Regions from separate parts of the Mus musculus genome. Here regions 1 and 3 are each linked to region 2. The links are chromatin contacts, called in public HiChIP or PLAC-seq maps. All regions are on one chromosome and are shown on one strand. Each heading gives the region's core, a stretch centred on a gene start, on an enhancer-like site or on the middle of the called end of the contact. The rest is flanking DNA. Distances are from core to core; before and after follow the strand shown.

What was found. HiChIP or PLAC-seq counts read pairs in DNA pulled down with a chosen protein or histone mark.
Region 1: a contact with region 2 is called in an H3K4me3 HiChIP or PLAC-seq map of embryonic forebrain, with 5 times the contacts expected there. The contact joins the enhancer-like site here to the promoter of Eno4 in region 2. A contact is called at or near these places in 7 of 39 promoter capture datasets (the C10 cell line, cranial neural crest, frontonasal cranial neural crest and 4 more), 1 of 15 datasets of contacts at CTCF or cohesin (the NIH/3T3 cell line), 9 of 484 Hi-C or Micro-C datasets (3T3-L1-derived adipocytes, the N1E-115 cell line, bone marrow-derived macrophages and 6 more), 22 of 115 datasets of contacts at active chromatin or transcription factors (SST interneurons, bone marrow-derived macrophages, craniofacial prominence and 13 more) and 4 of 9 other capture datasets (adipose tissue, embryonic stem cells, liver and 1 more).
Region 3: an H3K4me3 HiChIP or PLAC-seq map of embryonic forebrain shows a contact between it and region 2, with 3 times the contacts expected there. The contact joins the enhancer-like site here to the promoter of Eno4 in region 2. A contact is called at or near these places in 2 of 39 promoter capture datasets (cranial neural crest and neural stem cells), 9 of 115 datasets of contacts at active chromatin or transcription factors (bone marrow-derived macrophages, embryonic basal ganglia, embryonic forebrain and 4 more) and 2 of 9 other capture datasets (adipose tissue and pancreatic islet).

The regions. Positions count from the first base shown.
Region 1 is chr19:59,191,937-59,195,549 of GRCm38.p6, reverse strand. No RefSeq gene overlaps it. Among named protein-coding and RNA genes, the nearest start is that of 4930442E04Rik, 22 kb to the right of the region's middle. Within about 2 kb of position 1,284, at least 18 of the 459 cell types and tissues checked have an H3K27ac peak or open chromatin away from gene starts, as enhancers often do. A contact at or near this core is called in the N1E-115 cell line and embryonic forebrain, where this site is marked.
Region 2 is chr19:58,942,118-58,945,392 of GRCm38.p6, reverse strand. Eno4 (enolase 4) reads right to left here and starts at 1,968. Exons shown (of 14, transcript NM_178689.4): 1 at 1,772-1,968. The coding sequence starts at 1,936. It also overlaps a transcript of Hspa12a not described here.
Region 3 is chr19:59,132,023-59,135,354 of GRCm38.p6, reverse strand. No RefSeq gene overlaps it. Among named protein-coding and RNA genes, the nearest start is that of Vax1, 37 kb to the left of the region's middle. Within about 2 kb of position 1,909, at least 11 of the 459 cell types and tissues checked have an H3K27ac peak or open chromatin away from gene starts, as enhancers often do. A contact at or near this core is called in embryonic forebrain, where this site is marked.

The DNA of each region.
Region 1 (3,613 bases), core at 35-2,534, 250 kb before region 2:
GGGAAGTCAAGGTAATGGTTTTGCCGCTGTCTAATTTCTTCCCGATGTACAGCTTAGCTTTTACAGCCTTACAATGAAAGGCGTCGATCTGAGGCCCTTTTTGTGGCCGATTAACAGTTTAAACTGGTTTCCTAACCCTGTCACAACTAGTGGTCTGATAGAAATAGTTTCTGTGGGGACATTCATAACTCTGCAAATAATATCTTTTTTTTTAATCTGCCAATTCTGACCTCCTCTGACAAAAATTAAAAGTGGAGCGGAAAAGGTTGTGTACATACATGTCTCACCTCCAAGTACAGGTTGGTACAAATGACTACTCAAGAGCTGTTAGTTCCCTGGTTCTTGTCACCCTGTTGTCACCATAATCTTCGGAGAAAGCGTTCAAGTAGCTGGCTACACAGAGCTGGACACACACAAGCCTTCTTGGATGTGAACTGTCCAGACAGGAGCATTGAATTTTATCGCAAGAGTTAGGAAAAAAAAAAAAACAACCAAACAAAAACAAAACAAAACACATTTCGTTTGACTGCTCTTGGACTTTGGAGGATGAAAGGAGGCAAAGAAGACACTAACCCAGAAAAAACACTTCCCCTCTCTACCACTGAAGGATCATCAGTGTATCAATGTGGAGAGAGGAGAGAGAGAGAGAGAGAGAGAGAGAGAGAGAGAGAGAGAGAGAGAGAGATCTCAAAATAATCAATTTGTGGTTTAAAAAAAAATGTTGGCCTGGAGATATTTTGGTGCTAAGAAGTTCCTCTGAGACAGAAGACCCTCTTTAACTCTCAAACCCACGGCTCACCCAGCGCTACCTTTGGGTAAAACTGCCTCTTTCTCCAAAGGGAGGGGCAAAGCGAAGAAATTACAAGTAGCAGTGACGGTGTTATGGGGCCCAGACTGGTACCCACCCTCGCAAGGTGCTGGGAAGGTAACCCTCGCCCCTAGGATCTGGAGAGCGCCCCCCCAGGGACCCTCCTCTGGCGCGGGAATGCGTAGGTAGTGTCTTTTTGCTCCATCTCGGGAGTTCCGGAGTTTGAGGTCCCTGTACTAGGAGAGAAAGGCTTGAAGGAGTTCTGAGGCTGGGCCAGTCGCCGAGGTAAGGTCCCTAGGCCATCAGGATTCAGGTGGAGACTCGGAGATCTTGTCAGTGCGCGGGTCACCAGCTTTTTGACTATCTCCCGAAGGTCGTCGCCCAAGAGACAAGGAAAAACCTCGCGGGCCCCTACGGGTGTGCTCCCAACTCGGCCGCTGCCTAATGCAGAGCGCAGAGCAGTACTTGGGACAGGAGCTTCCAGCCGAACACCGGGGACTCCGCGAGGCTCCGGGTGGCACTATCGCCCCCTGCCCCCAACTACTTCCTCCGTCCCCCGCAAATGCTACTACGGGAGAAATGTGCCCACCCTGACTCGCCCGGACGAGCCCCGGGCTGCGACTTCCTCTGCTCCGTCTCTAGATGAGTCTGGGTCGGCTCTTACCTTCCCTGACCGGGGACACTCGGAGCAGGGCCGGGAGGACGTGGCCGAGTTTCAGGCCCAGTCCCTCTATAAGCCCCGCGGCTCGGGTGCCTCCCGAAGCAATACCTTCCGCTCTTTTCCTCCCCCAGTTTTTCCAGCGGCACGATTCTTTTCTGGGTTATTTTCTTTCCTTCTCTTGGTGTCAACCCTGCAGCTTCCCTCTCTCGCCCCCTTCCCCCGATCCTTTCCCCTTTCACTTTGCATCCCCCCCCGCCCCCACTCTTTAGTTTAAGTCTGAGATGACCTCCAAAAACCTTTGTAAAGGCAATAAACCAAAATGCCAGACGCACCGTGTGTGTGTGTGTGTGTGTGTGTGTGTGTGTGTGTGTGTGTGTCCCCTGTGGCTTCTAGAAGGCAAATTGGCCCGGGAAGGGTTTGGACCTGCTTCCCCCAAAAAGGCCCAAGAGCTTTCAAACACCCGAAAGTCAGGAGACAATGAGTTGTTGATACCTGGGGACAACGTCCTGCCGTGAAGCCCCCAGCCCAAGCCCATTTCACAGATGCAAGACCTGAATCTGGGAGGTTACCGCCAAGTGTCAGAATCGTCCCTTTACTTATGTCGAGGATTTCAGCCTTTAGAATACAAACGGTGCCTCTTGTTTTCCCGGATTATTTGGTTTCTTGATGTGTTTTTTTTTGGGTGGGGGGGGGGCTGGTTTAAGCGTGAGGAAGAAGAAAGGAGCAAAGATAACCACGTGCCTTCCAATACAGTGAAATAGCAGCCTGGAATTACAGCTACCGAACCATCAAAAATGAAACTGTTTGTGGGCATCTGAACCCTAGCCATGTAATTGGACACATTTATCAACAACAACAACAACAAAAAAGATATTGCACAGGTGAAAGAGATTTGACAATTGCTTCCGCGTTTTTTAAATTTTTTCCCCCAAAATTGTAGAGAGAACTTTCCCTGAATACAACAGACTGAATGTTTCAGCTCTGAACATTCAGTATAGCCTTAGTCACTGCAGGCTACAGTTATCATAAATCACCCTTAAAGTGTGTATTAAAGTGACTGAAATTTTGTTCTTTTTTTTTTTTTTTTTTTTTTTTTAAGAAAAAACAGTCTCTGAAGTTGTGCACGTCCTAACCTTTACAAATAGACTTTCGGTGCTACTTGAACGTGGTTCCCTTGAACTTTTTCTTGGAGAAATTTCACATTATTTGTATGTTTCTAAGACTCCTTTTAAAAATAAAAAGAGAGGTTGGAACCACAGACATCAATTTTCCCGCTGGCTTCTTAGAAACAAATTTCTCCCTGTGTGCCTATATCTTACTCTGGTGTAGGCAGATGTGTGTGTGTGTGTGTGTGTGTGTGTGTGTGTGTGTGTGTGTATGTGTGTGTGTGGGGGGGGAGATGCTGGGGGTGCATTCCTGGAGAACTCTGCTTTAACACACATACTGAATTAACACAGGTTCAAGCATCCTTTGAGTATCTGGGTGGCAGGGATTTAGAGGGTTGAGCCCCCAGACCATATGCTGGGTACGCTAAGGAGGCTGTAAAAACTCCTGGTCAGGATCATGGAGGTGGGAGACAAAATCCAAAGCTGTTCATCATCTTGACAGAATATCCACTTAGACTGAGTATTGGGATCAAAATTGTTCGAAGACTTGTGCCCCTTCACATTTGCTGGTCCGGGCTTTTCCAAGGGCCACCTCTGGGTACCGGAGGGCTCACCAAGGACAACTGCTTCAGCATTTGAAATTCTTTGTAAGGAACTATTTGCTTTGAATTCTTCCCAGGTTTTTAGTAATAATTTGAACCGATGCTGAAATCCAAATTATTTTACTTTCATCCTATTGTTTAGCAGCTAGCTTTTCCAATTAAGGTTTCTCTCCTTAAAAAAAAAATTACCTTTTCTGCCTTAACTTTATCCACAAACTGGCTCTTTGTTTAGCTTTTTTTTTTTTTCCTGTCAACCACTAAGGATTTCTATGACAGCAATGTGCATTACTGACCAAATCTCCAAAGCAAGTTCAACAGTTGCTGTTCACATACAGGGGTAGCTTTTAGCCAAAGTCCCATTAAGTCAGTCCAAAAACGGCAGAGGGTGGATTTTCAGAATAATAAATACAGGTATTAAAAGAAAAAAAAAACCAAC
Region 2 (3,275 bases), core at 719-3,218:
GCATGTCTCATTAGAAACCCTGAGACCTTTTTTTTGTTGTTGTTTGATTTTTGTTTTTAGAGACAGGGTTTCCTCTGTGTAGCCCTGGCTGTCCTGGAACTTACTTTGTAGACCAGGCTGGCCTCGAACTCAGAAATCCGTCTGCCTCTGCCTCCCAACTGCTGGGATTAAAGGGGTGTGCCACCATGCCCGAGACCTTTCTTAACCCACAGACTTGGTATCTCTCTCCAGCAAGCTTTTCTATGGCAAGCCGACTGACTGACTCCCTAATCCTTCTTCTCAAGTTGTGGAAGTCATTGGTCTTTATACTGTGACATATTCAGATTTTAAAAATCCGAAGGGGATAATTTTTATCCCTGCCCACCCCCAGGCAGACATCTGGCTTGTCAACAGTGAAAACCGTGTTCCCCTCACCAACCATCAGCTGATGCACAGTGACACCTAACTCCAACAGGCCTCTTGGGAAGCTTAGTAATTGCAATTTCCTTTAAGTGGCAGAGCAGAAATCACTTGGAAGGGATCCAAGATTGACTTCTGAGCGCTGTGCCTACTATGGGCGCTGACACCCTTGGGCAGGTTGACCAGGGTTGTCCAAGAAAGCAGGCTGAGCAAGCCATGAGAAGCAAACCAGTAGGCAGCATTTTTTTTCTTCCTATAGCCTCTGCTGCATTTCCTGCCCAGACTTCCCTCAGTGATGGGCTGTGGCATGGAAATGTAAACCAAATAAACAAGTTCCTAAGTTGCTTTTGGTCAGAATGTTGTAGCAAAGGATAGAAAGCAAATGGGGCCGCCCCTAACTAAGGTATGGGAGTTCCCAAAGAGCTGTACAAACCAGTGCCAGGCTGCCTAACAGACTAGGAAGAGACAGGGTGAGGTGTCCTTTTAGACAACGAGTTAACAGTTCCTTCAGCAAGAGAGAGAGGGATTGAAATCTTTATAAGGCCTTCACTCACCTATTCCACAAAAAGTCTATAATTGTCCCTTTGTCCCACAGTGCAGGGGTAGGGGTGAGGGTGGGGGTACTAGTTAAAGCCCTGAGGCCCAAGTTCTTTATTTAAAAAAGGGAGGGTTGTTTGTTTGTTTTAAATCTTGCAGAGCTTTTAGAGACGAAGACAACGAGTGGTAGGTACCCCAACTCCTTTCCAAGTCACATCTGATGCACAGGAATCCCCCTCCTCAGCAGCCAACCATTAGGTAACTCAAAGGATTACTGTAGGATGGCCCTAGGAGAGCTCAAGGACACTCAGTCAACAACGGAGAAGGGCCTCCGAGTGAAATCTGCATTTTGGCAGTCACTGGCCCGAGACGTTGGGTACCTAGCCAATGCAGGGTGCGTGAGGTTTTCACACCTGGGAGCTTAGACTTGGAATCTGAGACATCAGGGGGGAGTGGAAGCCAAAGGAATGGGACCCGGGGTGGGCTGCAGCCAAGTCCCTGGCATTCGTTTCGTGGTCCAGCTTGCGTCCCCGCCCGCAGGTAAGGTAAGTTCAGCGTCAGGTCTGTGGTTTAGAAAACCAACGGCAGGTGAGCTCCTTGGATAGAAAAGAAGCTCGCCAGTCTCGGAGCAGACCTGAGCTACAGACCCATTCAGGGTCCTCTTGTCAACTCTCCGCATCCTCCCCGCGCAGCACGCTCGCCCTGCTCTCAGCTGGGCATCCCCTAACCCTTCTGCCCAGCAGCGCGCAGGCGCGACTCCGTTGCGCAGGCGCAGACGCATCGCGCTGCCGCAGCGTGGGCCAGAGGGAGGAGGGAGCTCCCCGCGCGTCCCTACCAGGTGCCCGTAGACATCCGCAGGCTGGAGGTAGAAGGTGGAGTTGAGCAGATCTTCCAGCTTGCGCGGGACGTCGTTCTCCTGGTAGTACGCCATCGCCTGCTGCTTCAGCTTCTGCAGGTCCCTAGTGATCCCGCCTCTGCGGCCGCCGTCTTCATCTCCCATGGTAGGAGACTTAGGGCTACAGCGGGGTTTTGCCAGGGGGCCCGCCAGCGTCCTTTTGTCGCTAGGCAACGCAACGAGATCACGACCCCTAGATCTCGCGAGGCTTCCTTCCCTTGGTGGACCGAGACTCAAGCTTTCCGTTCGGGACCCATCGTTGTCCCGTCCGCACTTCGCCTTTCTTCAATGCTTCGCTCTTAGTGCTCTCTCGTCCCCGTTTGTCACTGTTCCTCGGACAGTTTTGCAGACGGGGAGGCATTTAACGATTGTTTGAGTTCGTTTTGCAGAAGCTGGGGAGCGGTACCCGCCACTTCAACTCTTGCAGTTAACGAGGGAGAGGGATGCAAGAGCCCAGGGTGCCCTTCCTGAGCCGTGGAGGTCCTGGGCATGCATCCCTTCCAACCCACGCACTGTGCTTGCTGCACGCCTCGTGATGCTCTCTCTCAGAAAGCTCCCTTTGGGGGAGATTACTGAGAGTGAAACCCAGTGTAGGAAGTAAGACTGATGATGCTTTGGAGAGACCCAGGGCGAGGTGGAGGCCATGCAAAACGCAGCCCATGAGAAAGTCCTTGGGTCATGGTCTGTAGCAGCGGGCTGCCTGTTTACTGTGACAGTTAGGTACCAGACGCAATGATAGAACTTATTTCTGTGCTCGTTACTTGGATGGTGCAGGACGATCCAAGTAATGGATAGGAGTGGGCCGAGACAGACAGGGTGTTTTCGTGTTTTTTTTTTTTTATTGTTGCCTGTTTTATGTTCCCAACAGAAAGCAGGTTGCTTAAAAGACTTGTGCCTTCATTGCTCATCTGGAAAACGTAATCTTACCTGCTCTGTCCGCTGGACAATCACTTAAAATAACCCCGAGTGCGAAGAGGCATTTGGGAACAGTTGTTTTCCATAAATGTACTGTTGGATGTAGGTGGATAAAATACCTGATTCTGTAAGTACGCTTATATAACCGAGACCCATTCCTCCCTGCTCTGGACTCTCTTTGAGGACGATTTCCTTTCTGTGGTGTGATGGGTCATCACACACTTGCCCTCCCCTCTGGCTGGCTGCAAGTCCTTGGATGGTGGAAGCAGAGACTTAGTCATCTCCTTGTCCATCGCAGAGCTGAGCGCTCACAGCTGGGATTTTAGTGCACCTTTGTTTAAAAACGAGCCCACAATGTTGCCATTGCTTTTATTCCTGGGTGTGGCCGTCCTCATACCAACCCGCCTCCTGTGGAAGGTACCTCCTTCGCCCATCCTGTGAAGGTTGAGTTTTGTGTCTTAAGAAAAGCTGTGCTTCACATTCTCACCCCCCCAGCAGACTGCTCTTTCTACTGATCTCCTTGCCCACT
Region 3 (3,332 bases), core at 660-3,159, 190 kb before region 2:
GTGTAGCCCGGGTGTTTGTAGGACCAGCATTAAAGCTTTGCAAAATTTCTCTAGGGTCTCCATCATGATCTTCCTCTTTTTTAATTCCTAAAATTAAAATGTGTTGGAATGCTCCCCTGCCTTTCACTCCCTCCTCAATGGACCCTTTAGTTTTCCACACCAAGGTGTCCTTCTTCAGGGTGCCAGGTCAGGCTACCAAAACAGCTTCTACGAGGGGATTAGCACCAATTAACATCTTTGTACACAAAAGCCACTGGCAGCTGAACACGCAGGCTGGTGGTGGCTGGGGGCTGCATTTTAAATAGGGGCCTTCTGTACTTGCTTCAAGTAGGAAGAGGTGGAGAAAAGTTTTTATTTATAAATGTTGTTTTTGGATAAATTCTAATGAAAAGCTAAGTTAGCTCAGAAGTATCTACCAAAGCCCAATTACACCTTGGCCTTCATTGTCTGGGGTCCAGGAAGATGCTGACACAATGTAGCTCGTTCCTTGGTGCATTAAGATGCAAAGATGCACCCTCCCCTAACAATTTTGTTCTTATGTTTCTGTGTTCTCTCTCTCTCTCTCTCTCTCTCTCTCTCTCTCTCTCTCTCTCTCTCTCTCCTCTAAGGCACAAATAGGAGCTTTTGAAAAGCATATATGGTCTTAAAAGTCTTTTCATAAGGAATCTATCATGTAGGTGCCTATACCACAAGGTCTTTGTTTGGGGCGGACTAAAGTAGAGAGTGGTATTGTACAAAGCGTGCTCGCTTCATAGTCCTTAAGTTAGAGCTACAGTTACTGTCATTTCAGGTAGAACTACCAATTGCTGTGTTCTTTAGTTTTGGTGTGTGTGTGTGTGTGTGTGTGTGTGAGTATGTCTAAGACGTAGTATATTTTGTATTCAGAAATTCTGAAGTCAATAAAGACTAGTGTTAAAGTGAATGTCAGGACCCAAGTAATGAAGCAGAGCGAGTTCGGGCTGCCATCTTCTGAGAATACTATTGTTAAAGCTGCTAGGGGATGTTTCTGTAGTTGGATTGTGAGTTTTCAGGCTCACTTTAAAGCAGGAGAGTAATCTGAGTGTTTGTGGTCTGCTTGATTTTGTACCTTTGTGGCTTCCTGGACAGCATGGCAGAGACATTTGTCTGTGAATGACAGTAGTAGACATGGTAAAGCTGTTTGCAGAAATATCTCCAGAAGATGACAGTAGGAACCCATGGAAAACCAGAGGTCTGTAAAAGAAATGAATTAATGTATGGTAGGTTGCATGATGACTGGGGGTTACAGGCTTCCTGAGTCACGATGGGGAGGGTTGAAAACACGGACGTGCCATATTCAGTCTCTGTTATCTTTTGTGTTCTATGAACAGAAGTGATAAATAAAATCACATGCATTTCTCTCCTTCAGAGACTGCACTGGAAAATGATTTTTGTTTGTTTTGTTTTGCTTTTTTTTTTTTTTTTAAGTCAGCCTCTTGGCACCTAATATAAATTATGGTCATTTTCAGTTTCCTGGGTTTCATACATAACTCTAGATTCTTCTTGGTGTGATATTTTCTAAGCAAACCTTAATACAGTCTCACTGTGTGGCTTCCCCCCCTGGGTTCAGATTTCAGATACTGTATTGTGAGTCTTCAGACATGGGGAGTACCCCTAATGTTACATGGAAATTGCCGGAGGCACAGGTGGAATGGAAACATTGTTATATTTTGTTCATTTTTCACCCTTCAGCAGTTGCTCCTTTCTCCCTCTTGCTGAACGCTTATTAGGGTATGAAGTGCAGGTGTGTGGGAAATGGCTAGCAGACATTGACAGGTTATTTTGTTGGTCACTGCCTAATTAGAAGAATAGTGGATGCTCCCTGCTAAGCTTTAGTGTGGGGCAGCAGAGCTGGTCCGGTCTAATTTCCTCACGGCTTTGATACTCGCCAAGAGATTGACGGTTTACACAAAAAGCCAAGGCCCGAAGGAGGCCGGTGCAAACAATGAGCCTTCTTGCTTGTAGACACCACAGATGTGAGAGAAAGCTGGCGAAAAACAATCGGCTGACACTGTCTAATTGTCTCCGATGTCAGCGTCATTAATGTTTTCCCATGTAAACCGGAGAAGGCCAAGGTTGTACCCTCCCTTTATTTCTAAGGCACATGATTATGTAACTCACCAAGATTCAGATTAAACGTTAATTGTATTTGTGCAATAAAGAATCCAAAGCTACCTTGGATTTAATGAATATGTGTTTAATTAATTTTGACAGCTTTTATCTTTATTACCTTTGGAGTGATCCTTATCGGAATTAATCACTTTTTTTCAGTAATTAAAAAAATCACAACTCACTTGATGATTTACATTTATGTACATCGCAGAATCCAAACCAAAGAAAAACTAGGAAACTTTGCTGATCTTCAGGGAAACTTCTGAAATGCTTTGCCATCATCAGGACAATGGTTTGGGATGTCAATAAAGCTTCTTAATTAGGTGACAGATCTGAGTGTTCTAAAGAGACACGTGTCAAGAGATACAGTTTTACCAGGTTATCCCTGAGAAACACCAAACCTAGTTAAAAATGAGATGGTTTCCCCTTCTCTGGGGAACACTGGAGAAGGCTAATCCTTAGAAAAATTAGCAGACTGGATTGAAATCCATTTATTTATTTATTTATTTAGTGAGGTAAAACCCGTAATTTCTTACAGGGCTGATGAGTCCACGTGAGCTGAAGTACATGGACCCAGCAGCAACACTGCAGATACCCAAGTCATCCAAGGAATAAACCACAGTGAATATTTCCTTTTGAATATTTCCTTGTTCTCTCTCTCTCTGTCTTTCCCCTCCCTCTACCTCTCCCTCCCCCTCTCCCTCCCTGGGGGTGAACTTTTCCCCTATTGGAGCAGTGGAGTGCCCCAGAGTAGTGGTCAAAAAACAGAGCTGTGTCTGGGCTACAATGTATTCGTGGTCAGAGAAGTCCACATATCCTGAGTCCCTTATAGTAGATAATGTATTTACTTTGGAGTTTCAGGTAGAGCTCAGAGGAAATCATTCAAGTCTCAAAAATAGTGTCTTTCTGGCCTAGAAAAATAGCTCAATAGCTAAAGTGCTTGCGGGGAGTGCTCTGAGTCCACTACACAGCCTCCTTCCCTCCCCCAAAAGCTGGGCAGCCTGTACTTGTAAACACAGTGCTGGGGAGGAGACAGGAGGACCCCAGGGTTTCACTGGCAGTAACCTTGCTATGTGCAAAGTCAGCATCTTACACCTTCTCTCCTTCAAGCTCTCCCAGGCGTCCTGGATTTATAGTTAGGCATAGAAAATCATACTGGCTTTTGTCTTCCTGTGCACCCCTTATTTGTAGAATATCACCTC